Linked DNA regions of Rattus norvegicus: region 1 is linked to region 2. The links are chromatin contacts, called in public Hi-C maps. All regions are on one chromosome and are shown on one strand. The core of a region is the stretch at or near the end of the contact, and the rest is flanking DNA. Distances in the headings are between cores, read along the strand shown. Region 1 holds the start of Prelid1 (PRELI domain containing 1). Region 2 holds the start of Pdlim7 (PDZ and LIM domain 7).

Evidence for each region. Hi-C and Micro-C count contacts between places; a contact is called where the count stands out from the background.
Region 1: a contact with region 2 is called in a Hi-C map of frontal cortex, with 2.7 times the contacts expected there. The contact joins the promoter of Prelid1 here to the promoter of Pdlim7 in region 2. A contact is called at or near these places in 9 of 12 Hi-C or Micro-C datasets (the A7r5 cell line, the Rat2 cell line, Schwann cells and 6 more).

Annotation. Positions count from the first base shown.
Region 1 is chr17:9,308,755-9,314,763 of GRCr8, forward strand. Prelid1 (PRELI domain containing 1) reads right to left here and starts at 4,757. Exons shown (of 5, transcript NM_001009636.1): 1 at 4,525-4,757; 2 at 3,768-3,993; 3 at 2,595-2,708; 4 at 2,422-2,500; 5 at 1,717-2,154. The coding sequence starts at 4,616. The coding sequence ends at 2,012. It overlaps Rab24 (RAB24, member RAS oncogene family), which reads left to right and starts at 4,839. Exons shown (of 8, transcript NM_001015023.2): 1 at 4,839-5,270; 2 at 5,350-5,418; 3 at 5,632-5,710; 4 at 5,816-5,883; 5 at 5,966-6,009. The coding sequence starts at 5,154. Mxd3 (Max dimerization protein 3) reads left to right here. Exons shown (of 6, transcript NM_145773.2): 5 at 848-1,031; 6 at 1,112-1,524. The coding sequence ends at 1,227.
Region 2 is chr17:9,127,244-9,133,080 of GRCr8, forward strand. Pdlim7 (PDZ and LIM domain 7) reads left to right here and starts at 2,565. Exons shown (of 13, transcript NM_173125.2): 1 at 2,565-2,619; 2 at 3,573-3,679. The coding sequence starts at 3,584.

The DNA of each region.
Region 1 (6,009 bases), core at 3,507-6,006, 180 kb after region 2:
CTGAGCTGCCTTCTACTCTGCGTGCACATCTACGGAGGCTGAGGCCGTCTCGAGCTGGGATCCCTGATGGGACACAGCCTCACTTCCCGCTTCCTGTGAAACTCAAGCCTCTCCCTAATGCAAGCCTTGCTTTTCTGGGCTCTAAGCGGTCTCATGGCAGCTTTAAAGGCTTCTCTCCTGGCCAACCAGAGACAAAGCTGGACTCTGCAACTTCCCAGGGTCCCTCTGCCTTGATGGTACCCAGCCCTGTAGCTTAGTCTAGGTGAGGACATGTATTCTTTTGTACCTTGTCCTGAGTGCTCTGGCTTATTCTCCCCTTGTATTTTTTAAAACAAACAAGCCAAAATTCTTTGTATGGGTTAAGAATCAAACCTAGAGCCCAGCAAGTGCTAACGAGCGCCTCCAGGTGTCGTCTCTTTGTCTCGTATCTCGATGCAGTTCAGTTGGCAGCACTTCACAGTACTTGATGTGAGAAAACTTGGCTCTCCATTATTCAAAGAAATGGAGATCAGATACTGTGAGGTCTGTGGCCATGGGTGCAGTGGGGGGAAAACCTAGGTGTGGCCACATCCTTCAGTTTTGCTTGTCAGGATGCCACAGTCCCCAAGTTTGTACTGACATTATACTCCACTCCATTGTATTACGTGACTAGGCCCTAAGGACATCTGAAATTGGGGCACCCTGCCATCCATACTCATACAGACAACTCTCTAGATATTGAAGGGCAGGAGGTGGTAACCTCTGGAGGTCATGAAACCGCCTTGGGTGGGGTTATGTGGCTGCCTGTCTGATGTAGACAAAAGCCCTGGGCAGCTGACCCTGGTCCCTGCCCCTGTGGGTTCTGCAGAAGCTGGAGGAGCAGGAGCAGCAGGCCCAGCGGCTCAAGGAGAAGCTTCGGAGCAGACAGCAGAGCCTGCAGCAGCAGTTGGAGCAGCTCCAGGGGCTGCTGGGAGTGAGAGAGCGGGACCGGCTGAGAGCTGACAGCCTCGATTCTTCAGGCCTGTCCTCTGAGCGCTTTGACTCGGACCAAGGTGCGGTGTATGCCCTGGAAGGGACGAGGCTGGGGTGGGTCGCATGTGCTGCTGAGTTCCTGACTGGCTTCTCCTTGCAGAGGATCTGGAGGTGGATGTGGAAAGCCTGGTGTTTGGGACTGAGACGGAGCTCCTACAGAGCTTCAGCGCTGGGCAGGAGCACAGCTACTCACACAGCACTGGCACCTGGCTATGATGCCCGCCGCCGGAGTGGCCTGTACTCTCTCTGGACTGAACCCGCCAGTCAGTGGCTCACAGCCACGTGTCGAAGTGACAATAAAGCCATCACCGTGTGGGAGCAGATTCTGGACTCTGCTGCACAGCTTGAGCCTGGGCTACCCTCCCCACCCCCAGGGGATTTTATGTAGCGCTTGGCTCTGCTCTGCTGCTCCCCACAGGGACCAGAGGCCTGTAAACTTCTTGTTCCTGGGCAAAGCCCCAGGCCTCTGCCCATATATACCGCACAGTATTTTCATTAAAATCCTCTTTCATAAGTTCCTGTCCGTGGTTTTGCCCGATGAGATGAAGGAAGTCGCAGCTACAACTGGAAAAGAGGAAGTAAGACCTGTGGCTGGCAAGCAGGGTCACGTGAGAGGCGGCTGCTCTGCCGTCCTGGTGCTGATCTGAGGCAGAGATGCGAGTGCCTGAGCTCCAGACTCAAACCAAAGCTATCCGACTCCAGAACTGGGGCAGTCAAATCATGTGTTTATTGAGTGCCTGTTATGTGCTAAATATTGTTCAGGGGACGTGGGACCCAGCAGAGGACACGGGGAGTCCTGCCCTCGTGGAGCGTACAGTCTATTGCACTGCTGTGACCTTGGGCAAGTCACTGCACCCCTCGACCGGCCCAGCAGATAGACCTGGACGTGGTGCAGATGCTGACCAGGACAGCGCTCTGACCCACCACCCCAGACAGCAGAGAGGGCTGCAGGTTCATCTTTAATAATCAAGTACACGGGGGAGGAGGGAGAGGAAGAGGGCTATACGAGCTGCTGCTGCTGCTGCTTGGTGGCGGCCTTGTTGGCCAGGTCCTTGGCCTTCTCTGTAGCTGCCAGTGCGGTCTCCTTTGCTTTCTCTTTGGCCTCCTTGGCTGTCTCAACAAGTGTTTTTGAAGGGGCCTCACCTGTGGCAATGACAGGGGCTGGCTTCAGATGGTGCCCAGAAGACCCATCCAACCCCTCATCAACCTCGGCAGTCACTGTTGAAGGGCCCGGCTTCTTAGGAATAGTTGGAGCCCCCTGTTCCTGACCCTCCAGCCCTTCCGGGCACACATAAAGAGTCTCAGACTAAGACTGGCCCCATGCTTCATTGGTTAAGCAGAGGTAGGACCGCTCCAGCTATTGGTAGTGCGGGTCCTCCCGATTCCTGAAACAGTGTCTAGGGCTCTCACCTTGTAGCTTGGCCAGGATGTATTCAAAGCCCTTCATTGTCTTGGTCACATTGCTTTTGAACCGGGCAAGACCAAATTCCTGGAAGGAGGAGAATGATGGGAGAGTTGCTCAATGACCCAGGGCCCGGCCCAGCACGGCCTGGCCCAGCCCAGCCCAGCCCCCAACCTCTTACCTGGACAGCTCTGGAGACACCAAATAAGCTAGAGGAGACCCAGGCCTCCCGACGGATTTCGGTCCAGCCGCTATTGTCAGAGTTCACACAGTAAACACATCGTTCCTCCACCACCTTCAAGGGAAGTCAGGCTGAGCACCCTGAAGGGGCACGCTCAGACAAGCTAGCACCATATTCCTGCACTCAACATCGGGTGAGTTCCTGCCCCCACAAAGTTCTTCCCATTTTGTATCTCAGGCCCGGAGAGAGGCTGTTCTGCCTCTATAACCTCAATGCTGACCCTTTGAAGTAGAACGCAGTTTCCTGGGATCAGCGGCTATTCCACCCTGATCCAGGGCTTTGCTTGGGGCCTCTGGATATAGAGGTGAACAGTGTTTCTCATCTGCTTTCTCCCCTCTGAGCTTCCTGATAGTGTGTGTGTGTGTGTGTTCTCGTCCCCTCCCCCCCAATAATGACAGCTTTTATTATCAAAGGGTGTGGGAGCCTCCTGAAGAACGTGAAGAGAAGTCACAAACACACCACTGTGTTACCAAGCAGAGCTCTCAGCTGAGGTGACTTCAGACAGTGCCGGGCAGGAAAGGGTGCCTTCCTCACATTGTGCCCGTGAGGGGCACATCTTTATAAAGCTTTTCTTTTGCAAAACACACAATTCCCACCTCTCAAGTTTACAGAAGCTGAGAAAGAATCATCTCGAAGCTTGAAGGTTAGTCACACAGGCAAATGACACTCTGAATATCCCCAAACATGGGATTTCAAGCCTTCCGAAGGATCCAAGGAACATGATGCATCCCCTCAAATCTCATGCAGAAACTGAGGCACATTCCAGACACCTCCAAGCCTTGATGGAAGTCACTGTCTCCCTTTGTCACCCAGTATAACTCCTGAAAGCCTATGTATGTATGTATGTATGTATGTATGTATGTATGTATGTATGTATGTCACCAACCGACTGCTCTGTGTACAGCACTTGTAACAAGCTTTGAAAATGGGTGTCTTTCCCCACCATCTGAGAGCCGAGGGGCAGTCCCGGAGAATCCAACCACTCAAAAAGGATAGACCAATCTAAGGGCAGAACTCTACAGATGAGGCCCGCCTCTGGCCGCAGAAGTTCCCACAATTCTCCAGCCTGAAATCTGAAGGGCAACTATTTTGAGGAACCAAAGGAAGTCTCACCATCAGCCGGGCGTGGTTGATGTTCCAAGTGAAGGTGGTCATGGTCTGATTCTGTGGGTCCACAATCGAGTCCTCCAGGATGTACACCGAGTGAGCAACGTTGGCGGGAAACAGTCGCTCTGCCCAACGTGGCATCCTGTTGGTCTTGGTCAGGAGTCTCCGGGACAGAAGCTTCTGGTCAGGGGTCACCTCCCGGTGCACTATGTCTTCGGTTAAGACATGTTTGCTGCAAGTGTTAAAATGCAGATGATTCTCAGGAAATGTCTACGGGTTACTATTTAGAGCCTCCAGGTCATGGCTTCCTGCAATCTTACAGAGTGATCTGTACCCAGGTTCGGAATTAGAGTGCAATGAACCTATCCCCGGGCAAATTCCAACTCCCTCCTCCACCCTGACATGGATTCTGTGGCTTTCCAAATCGAGCAAAATCTCAAGAATTATACCACTAGAGAGCGCCACCAGCAGGTGAGCAAGCCATCGTCAGGATTTCAGGCCCCGAAATACCTACCGCTCAACTCTTCCTGTCTCCCTAGGACCGACCGCAAAATAGAAATCTAGAGCCTAATATAAACCACGATCTACAACCTTGCAGACTTGGCCTGATCTTAATCCTATAAGGACTTTGTGCCATAACTGTGGCCACAGTCACCGGAGATAGCTCACATCGGACTTTCTGTTCTAGTTTTTCACGGCTCCACTATTCAAGGACAGCCAAATGGAGAGAGGAGGGCGACTGGCTCTACCTACCACCACGTACCTATAGGGATTCGGGTACCGTTGCCAGAAGGCAGCGAACACTTGGTCCCAGGAACTTCGGAGCACGCTCTGGCCCAGGAAATACTTCACCATCGTCCCGACCCGGGCGGGCTCAGCACCCGTGCAGCATCAGGGTGAAGAGCCCGGGGGTGGGGAGGGCACGTGGCAAGGCGCACGCCCGCCAGGCTCGCAGCTCAATCACCGCGGCGCCGCGCCCAGGTCCCTACCGCCGCCATGAGAGGCTATAGGACTGCGCGACGCTTCCGGCGCCAGCCGCACAGGATCGGCCACTTCCGGCGCTCGTGTCACGTGACCGGGCGTCCCGCCTCTTGTGGTCCAGTCCCAGAGGTGCTGTTTGGAGTTAGCTATAGGGAACCCGGTTTCAGTCGGTAACCCCGGCGCGGCGGAGCTTCTGTCGCAGCGACGGTCGCGCGGGTGAGCAGCGCAGGGCCCTGCGGCGCGGTGGAGGGCGCTGTCCGCGTCCCCGCGCCGCGGCTCTGTAAGGGACGGAGCGCCCCGGGCCGAGGCACCAGAAGCCTGCGAAGTGCGAGGCCTTTGGGATTGGGGTCTGAGGCTTGGGCTCTGCCTGGGCCGCGGAGACCCTGAAGTGGGTGAGGCGGCCCCGGGAGCATGAGCGGGCAGCGCGTGGACGTCAAGGTGGTTATGCTGGGCAAGGAATACGTGGGCAAGACGAGCCTGGTGGAACGATACGTGCACGACCGCTTCTTGGTGGGGCCCTATCAGAACGTGAGTGCACCCCTGCGGAGCAGGCTTGGGAGGAAGGGGGCCGACCGGCATTCGACTCTTATCTCTTCCCTGGTTGTAGACCATCGGGGCTGCTTTTGTGGCCAAGGTGATGTGTGTTGGAGATCGGACGGTGACTCTGGGTATTTGGGTAAGTCCCTTGAGAACAGAGTCTTGAGCAAACCTATCCCCGAAATTTAATGTCTTGCCTCTTAAACCGGTCAGCCGGAGTCTCATACAGGTCGTTCTTTTCTTCCGCACACCCATTTACTCATCTTAAGAAAAAAGGAGGGGAGGTGTCTGGAAGATGTGGGCCTAGTTTGTAGTCTTGTGAAGGAGCTCATCGACTCCTTTCACCCCTCAGGACACAGCAGGTTCCGAGCGCTACGAAGCCATGAGCAGAATCTATTACCGGGGTGCTAAAGCTGCAATTGTCTGTTATGGTAAGGGGTTGGACTCTGGCCTGTTCAAGTAAGAGTTGGGTTACAGGCCAGCATCAACGGGAAGCCACTGTTCCTTATTGTGTCTCCTGTCTTACCCCTACCAAGACCTCACCGACAGCAGCAGCTTTGAGAGAGCCAAGTTCTGGGTTAAGGAGCTCCGCAGTTTAGAAGAGGTAGGTGACAAGATCCTACAAGATTAGGGACAGAGACTGTATTGGTCTGTGGAGATAATTTCAGCCTTGTCTTCTGCTACAGGGCTGTCAAATCTACCTGTGTGGCACTAAGAGTGATCTGCTGGA
Region 2 (5,837 bases), core at 1,315-3,814:
AGCACAACCTCCTCCTCTCCCTTATTTTTATCATATTTCTTTTTTTAAAAAAAAAAATCTTGAAATGTAAATAAAGAAATATATCCAGTAAAAAAATTTTTTTTTTAAATCTTATTTTGAAACAGGGTCTCACCAAATTGCTCTGGCTGGCCTTGAACTTGTAACCTTCCTCTTCCCCAGTAGTTGGGGTTGCACAGGCCTTGTGCTGCCAGACCTAACCCTTGACCCAGTTTCTTAGCCTTGGGTAGGTCGTAAGGATTTTAGTTTTATTTTAAATCGAGTGCGAGCCCACTGGCATGCTAAAAGGATGAAGTGCGATCTCTGCTTTAAGAATATCACATCAGCTATGCAAGAAGACTGTGAGGGAGGCGAGGGTGAGAGCGGGCGGCGGGGTCAGCGAGGAGGCTCCTAGGTGTTGAAGCATTCCAGGGCGGTGGGTGGGACAGCAGCAAGGGTTAGCTGCGAAAACATGAAAACATCGTAGAGTAGAGGTGGAATCTGCAGAGATGATGAGAGGAGACAGAACCAGGCAGGTGAATGACATCATTGGCTGAGACCAGCAAGGAGTGAGAAGTGCAAACTTGGATTGGGTCGTGTGGTTTCAGAAACCTCCCTGGCAGGCTTGTAGATGAGGAATCCATCATTGACACCTACAGTTCTTTAGTTCTTTGGCCACTTTCAGTGTTATTGAAAGCCAAATTGGGAGAGTTAAGGGCTCTCTTAAGGTGGGAGTTTAGTGACCAGATGGCGAAGACTGGAGGCAGATGAAGAGTTATAGAGGGAAGGAAGCCTTGAAGCTAGAGACATGGTGATTTTAGATAAGGGAGCTGCTGGACTTGGTGGTGTGATCTCAGCCCTCTGGAGGAAGAGCTGGAAGGTCTGGGAACCCATGCAAGTTCAAGCCAGTCTACACTAGGAGCCCTTATTTTATGTGGATGGGTGTTTCCCTGGTATATGTATGCTTTGTGTGCGCCTGATGCCTGAAGAGGGCAGAAGAAGGCATTGGGGGTTGGGGATTTAGCTCAGTGGTAGAGCGCTTGCCTAGCAAGCGCGAGGCCCTGGGTTTGGTCCCCAGCTCTGGGGAAAAAAAAAAAAGAGAGAGAAGAGGAGGAGAAGGAGGAGGAGGAGGAGAAGAAAGAGAAGAAGAAGAAACAAAGGAAGTAAGAGGGAAACCTGATCAACCTGGTGTAGATCAGCATTCCTTGTCAGGACAGGATGAACCCTGAAGGCTGCAACTGACTTGACTGAGGTCATAGGAGACCTGGAGAAAGCGTCAAGAGTACTATAGGTGACAAGGACAAAGGGGAAGTGATGGAGACAGAAACACAGCAAACAGCTGAAGAAGGGTTTTTTTTTCCTTCCTTCAGTTTTTTGAGACAAGGCTTCATTATGTAGCCTCAGTTGCCCTCAAACTCGTTCTGTAGATCAGACTGGCCTTGAACTCAGATCCACCTGAAGAGGATTTCTCCAAAGGTGACAACTTCCATAGGCCAATGTGTACTCAGGACAATGACGGGGAAGAGGGTGGTGCAATGCCAGTTGGGGGCTGGGCAAGGGGAGACTGTGCACCTCACTACTCACTCAAACACTCAGGAGAGCTCAGCTTTTCCTTTCTGCCCACCCTTGGCTAAAGCTGAGGATAAAGGAGGGCCTCTGAGGGCTGGAGGGATCGCTCTGCGGTTAAGAGCACTGACTGCTCTTCCAGAGGTTCTGAGTTCAATTCCCAGCAACCACATGGTGGCTCACAACCATCTGTAATGGGATCTGATGCTCTCTTCTGGTGTGTCTGAAGACAGCTACAGTGTGTACTCTGGACTGGGTGTAAATAGGAAACCATTCCAACAGTGGTTCTGGGAGCTTGGGTGAAGTCTCAGGGCTGTGGGCTGCTGTCTGGATGAACTTACACTGTCAGGAAACAAGTGGAGCTAAGTCCGCCCCCGTTGGCTATGTATGTATGTATGTATGTATGTATGTATGTATGTATGTATGTACGTACGTATGTATATATATTCACTGAAGCCCCTGCAAGCCTTTAGTTGGGTTTGGGGTTGAGGACTGAACTTAGAGCCTCCAACGAGCTCTACCACTGAGCTACATTCCGAACGCCAGGAAACGTAACTTGAAACTACCCTGTCTCGCTTCTCCAGTTCCTGGAGAATCCGAAATCTGATGGTGCTGACCACATCGACCTCTAACAGTATCCCTAACAGAAGTGTTAATGATGCCACTTTCCCCTACAAGGAAGAGTAAGGTGAGAGAAGACCAATCAACTTGGGTGTTTCAAAGGGATGCTTTTCCTCCACTCCGCCCGTGGGAGGCGCAAGGGGCTCGGGCTAGAGCCTGGAGTAGGGCACAGGCTGGGCAGGGACGGGGCTGGCGAGGGTAAGTGCCTGACATCGCCTTCCCCCTCCTGGAGACTCAGGGCTTCTGGACTGGGTGGGGCCTCCCACCGACCCCGGTCTGTCCACTCGCTTGGCCTGGGGAGGGCGTGGTCTAGGACTCCGCCCCCTTCCGCGGGCTCAAAATGCGCGGCGTCCGCGGAGGCGGGGTCAGAGCGCAGCGGCGGATCCCAGCGCGGCTCCTGGAGGCCGCCAGGCAGCCGCCCAGCCGGGCATTCAGGTACCGGCGTCCGCGAGGGGGTTCCTGGGCTGCATCCTACGGGGTCCCATGGACTGCTGAGGCGCTGGGGAGGGTGTGGGCGGTCGTGGAGTGTGCCAGATTCACTCGGCTGGCTCGGGCCGCAGCCTCCGCCCCCGCCTTCCTGCGGCGAAGTGGGGCTGATTGGCGCCTGCGCCACTGTGTGCGGTGGGGACGCAGCCAAGCGCGCGGGGCTGGGGCGGGAGACGAAGGGAAACAGAGTCACGTTGGCAAGGGAACATCGTGCGTGGGTGGCACTACTTTCTCTGGTTTCCAGAAAGGATCCCCTCTCTAGCCATGCGTAAGGGACATGACCCCCGTCGCTCTCCACAGGGCCAGTACCCCAGTTTTTCTTTTCCCCTTGCAGAGCCCAGGGGTCCCGCCCTGGCCACCAGCAGCCCCGACCTGTCCCAAAATGGCTAGGACCTGCTCCAGCGTCCTCCTTCCCCACCCCTCCCCCTCATATCCCAAGCCCCTAAAGTGCTCCCTCCTCGGGCTCTCCACAGTGTCAGCTTACACGCCTTATATAGTCCGAGCAGGCTCCAGCGGCGGCCTGCCTGCCGGGACCCGGGGAAGGAGGGGGAGCTGGCCCCTGACTCACCCCGCCGCCCTCCTGAGATTCCAGGTTAGCTTGGGCAAAGCAGTGCCAATTAACCCTACAGCCAACCCCTGGAAGAGAAAAGAAATTGAGCTTGATGAGGACTCTTCTCACCCTCCCAGTGGCAGCGGGCAGGGTGGGGAACCAACTTGCCTGTTGTCTGCTAGAGGTCGGCCTGCCAGGAGCCCAGCCAAGCCAGACGAGATACCTGCCTCCCAGTGCCTGTGTGTGCTTAGCGTCCGCCCGTGCCTTCTTGGTACCTGGCCAACACTAGTGCCCAGATCTGGACCTGCCTGCCAATTTGCAGTGCAGACACTTTTCTCTTCTTTCCTCACAGGAGCAGGTACCATGGATTCCTTCAAGGTAGTGCTGGAGGGACCTGCCCCTTGGGGCTTCCGTCTGCAAGGGGGCAAGGACTTCAACGTGCCCCTCTCCATCTCTCGGGTGAGCCTTGGATGGGGGAACAAACTCCCTAAGGGTTCTTGGGTGCTCAGGTTTCGAGCAGATCATGGTGGGAAACCACAGGAGCAAGCTAGGACCAAAAGGACAGGAGTGCCCAGATCCAAACAGACACTACAGAGACTCCCAACAGGGTGCTCCCAGTTTCCCCACTTTGGCATGGTATTTGATGCTATTCCACCCGTGGCCGCCCACCTATGAGTGCCAAGGGGGAGATCCCTTCAGTACTGGAGACTGATGACTCCGAGAAGTGTCTTAGTTGGAAGAGCAGCGAGTGGAGCCAGGTCCCCAGCTGGATGTAACTTTAATTTCACTGCTATTCAAGGGATAGCAGTTGTCATGTTTCACCAAGTGATAGAATTTGGAGGTGTGGAGGAGCACGTTCAGCAGGTCCACAGCAGAGCAAGGGTTTGAACTGAGGCACAAAACGGACGGCTTGTACTCTCTGTATGTGTAAGGACAGGGAACTCTTGCCGCCACCCTGTTTGAGGGCTGAGTCTCAGTCAGCTGGTGTAGCGGGCTGTCGTGACCTTTGACCCTGAGCAGAGGTGTAGCAAGGCGGGCCTGTAGGATTCTCGGTCCCATTCCTCAGTCCACCCTGGTGGGGAGGGTGGAGCTGGGAGCTGACTCCTCCCTGTGGCAGGGGGGATTGCCTTATAAGCCCAAGAATGCAGCCCCAGCTGGGATGGCCAGTATTGGCTAGTCAAGAAAGCCCAAAAGGATTGGCCTAGGTCTAGGCCCCTCACCTGGCCCTCCGTCATTGGTGTCAGTAGGACTCAGAGCAAACTTTGTGCCCAGAGTGGGTGAAGCCAGCCTTCTAGCTTGGTATCTACAACTAGCCTGGGGGATGAAAAGGGGGGCAGGGACTTCCTGCCCTGACATCCGCTTGCCTAGAGAGGCCCACCCAGCCACAGTGTAGGCTGTTGGCAGGCAGCTGTTGCCCAGGGCAAGCCCAGCCCAAATGGGCCTGAGAATTTCCAGGCACTACTCAGCCTGAAAGGGGTATCAAGGCTGTTTCTCTCTGGGAGCCAGACATGGTGGTCAGGGCGGGCAGGCATGCATGCTGGCTGTGTTCTTCCCAGGATACTTCTCTGGAATTGCCTTGGAATCTGCTCCAACCAGCAGGATGACTAAGGGCTGTGGACCCTTCCCCCACACATTCAGCCTACATTTCCCCTCTGGGAAAGTGCTGGCCAGTGTGCTGTAGGTCTCAGTTTCTTCACTGGTCATGAAGGCCTTGCAGATGTTGCTGGTTTGGGGGTACTCTGGCCCCTGCTGGCCCCTGGGCTCCTTTGTCAGAGGCCTTAACATGTGGGTGGGGCCGCCCACTGAGCCCTGCCCTGGAGTGAGTTAGGCCCTGATGGGTGGGGTGGTCTTTTCTAAATTGGACCAGCCCGCTATCCCTCCCCTGACCCCAGAGTGGAGGGAGGAAGGAGGGGCTAGGGCTGGCTGAGGGCCCAGGCCTGGAAGATGAGGTAATGTCTGGGATTTGGGGGTTGGGCTGCTCAGTGGAGCTCCCAGGCTGACTCACCCACACCCATAATACTGTCCAGCCCCCTGGCTTTTCCCCTCCTTAATCTCACTAACCTCTCTTTTCCAAAATGGTCCTCCCCATGGTGCTCCTCTCTCCAACTCTGACGGACGGCTTACCCCTCACATGCTTCTGCCCTGTGCACCCCATAAAAGAGATAGTTCCTTTACAGGGAGCCTGTCGCTCCTCCTCACAGGACCCCCACCTTGGTCTTGCCCCACGTCTCTCAGGAAGTAGGAAGGAGTGGCTAAACCAGGTTTCCATTGGTGACTCACCAAGCCTGTGACTAAGTCATTTCCCCTTTAGAGTGTCACTTCCCTGTCCCCATTATAAGGGGCTGGTCGCAGTGAAATAAAGGTGAGAGGGTGCATGCAGACCCCAAACTTAGCCATGGAATGAGGGGGTGTCTTTTCGGACACTGTCTACCCTTGAGCTGTCAGTCCTTCTGCCTAGCCTGCCAGTGTTGGCATTACAAGTATACCTTGCCTGGCACCCCAGAGTCTTTTTTTTTTTCTTCCCCCGAATTTGATTTAATTAACTAGTTTTATTAGTTTTTGAGGCAGGGTCTCTCTGTGTAGTCTTGGCTGTTCTGGAATTCACTATGCAGACCAG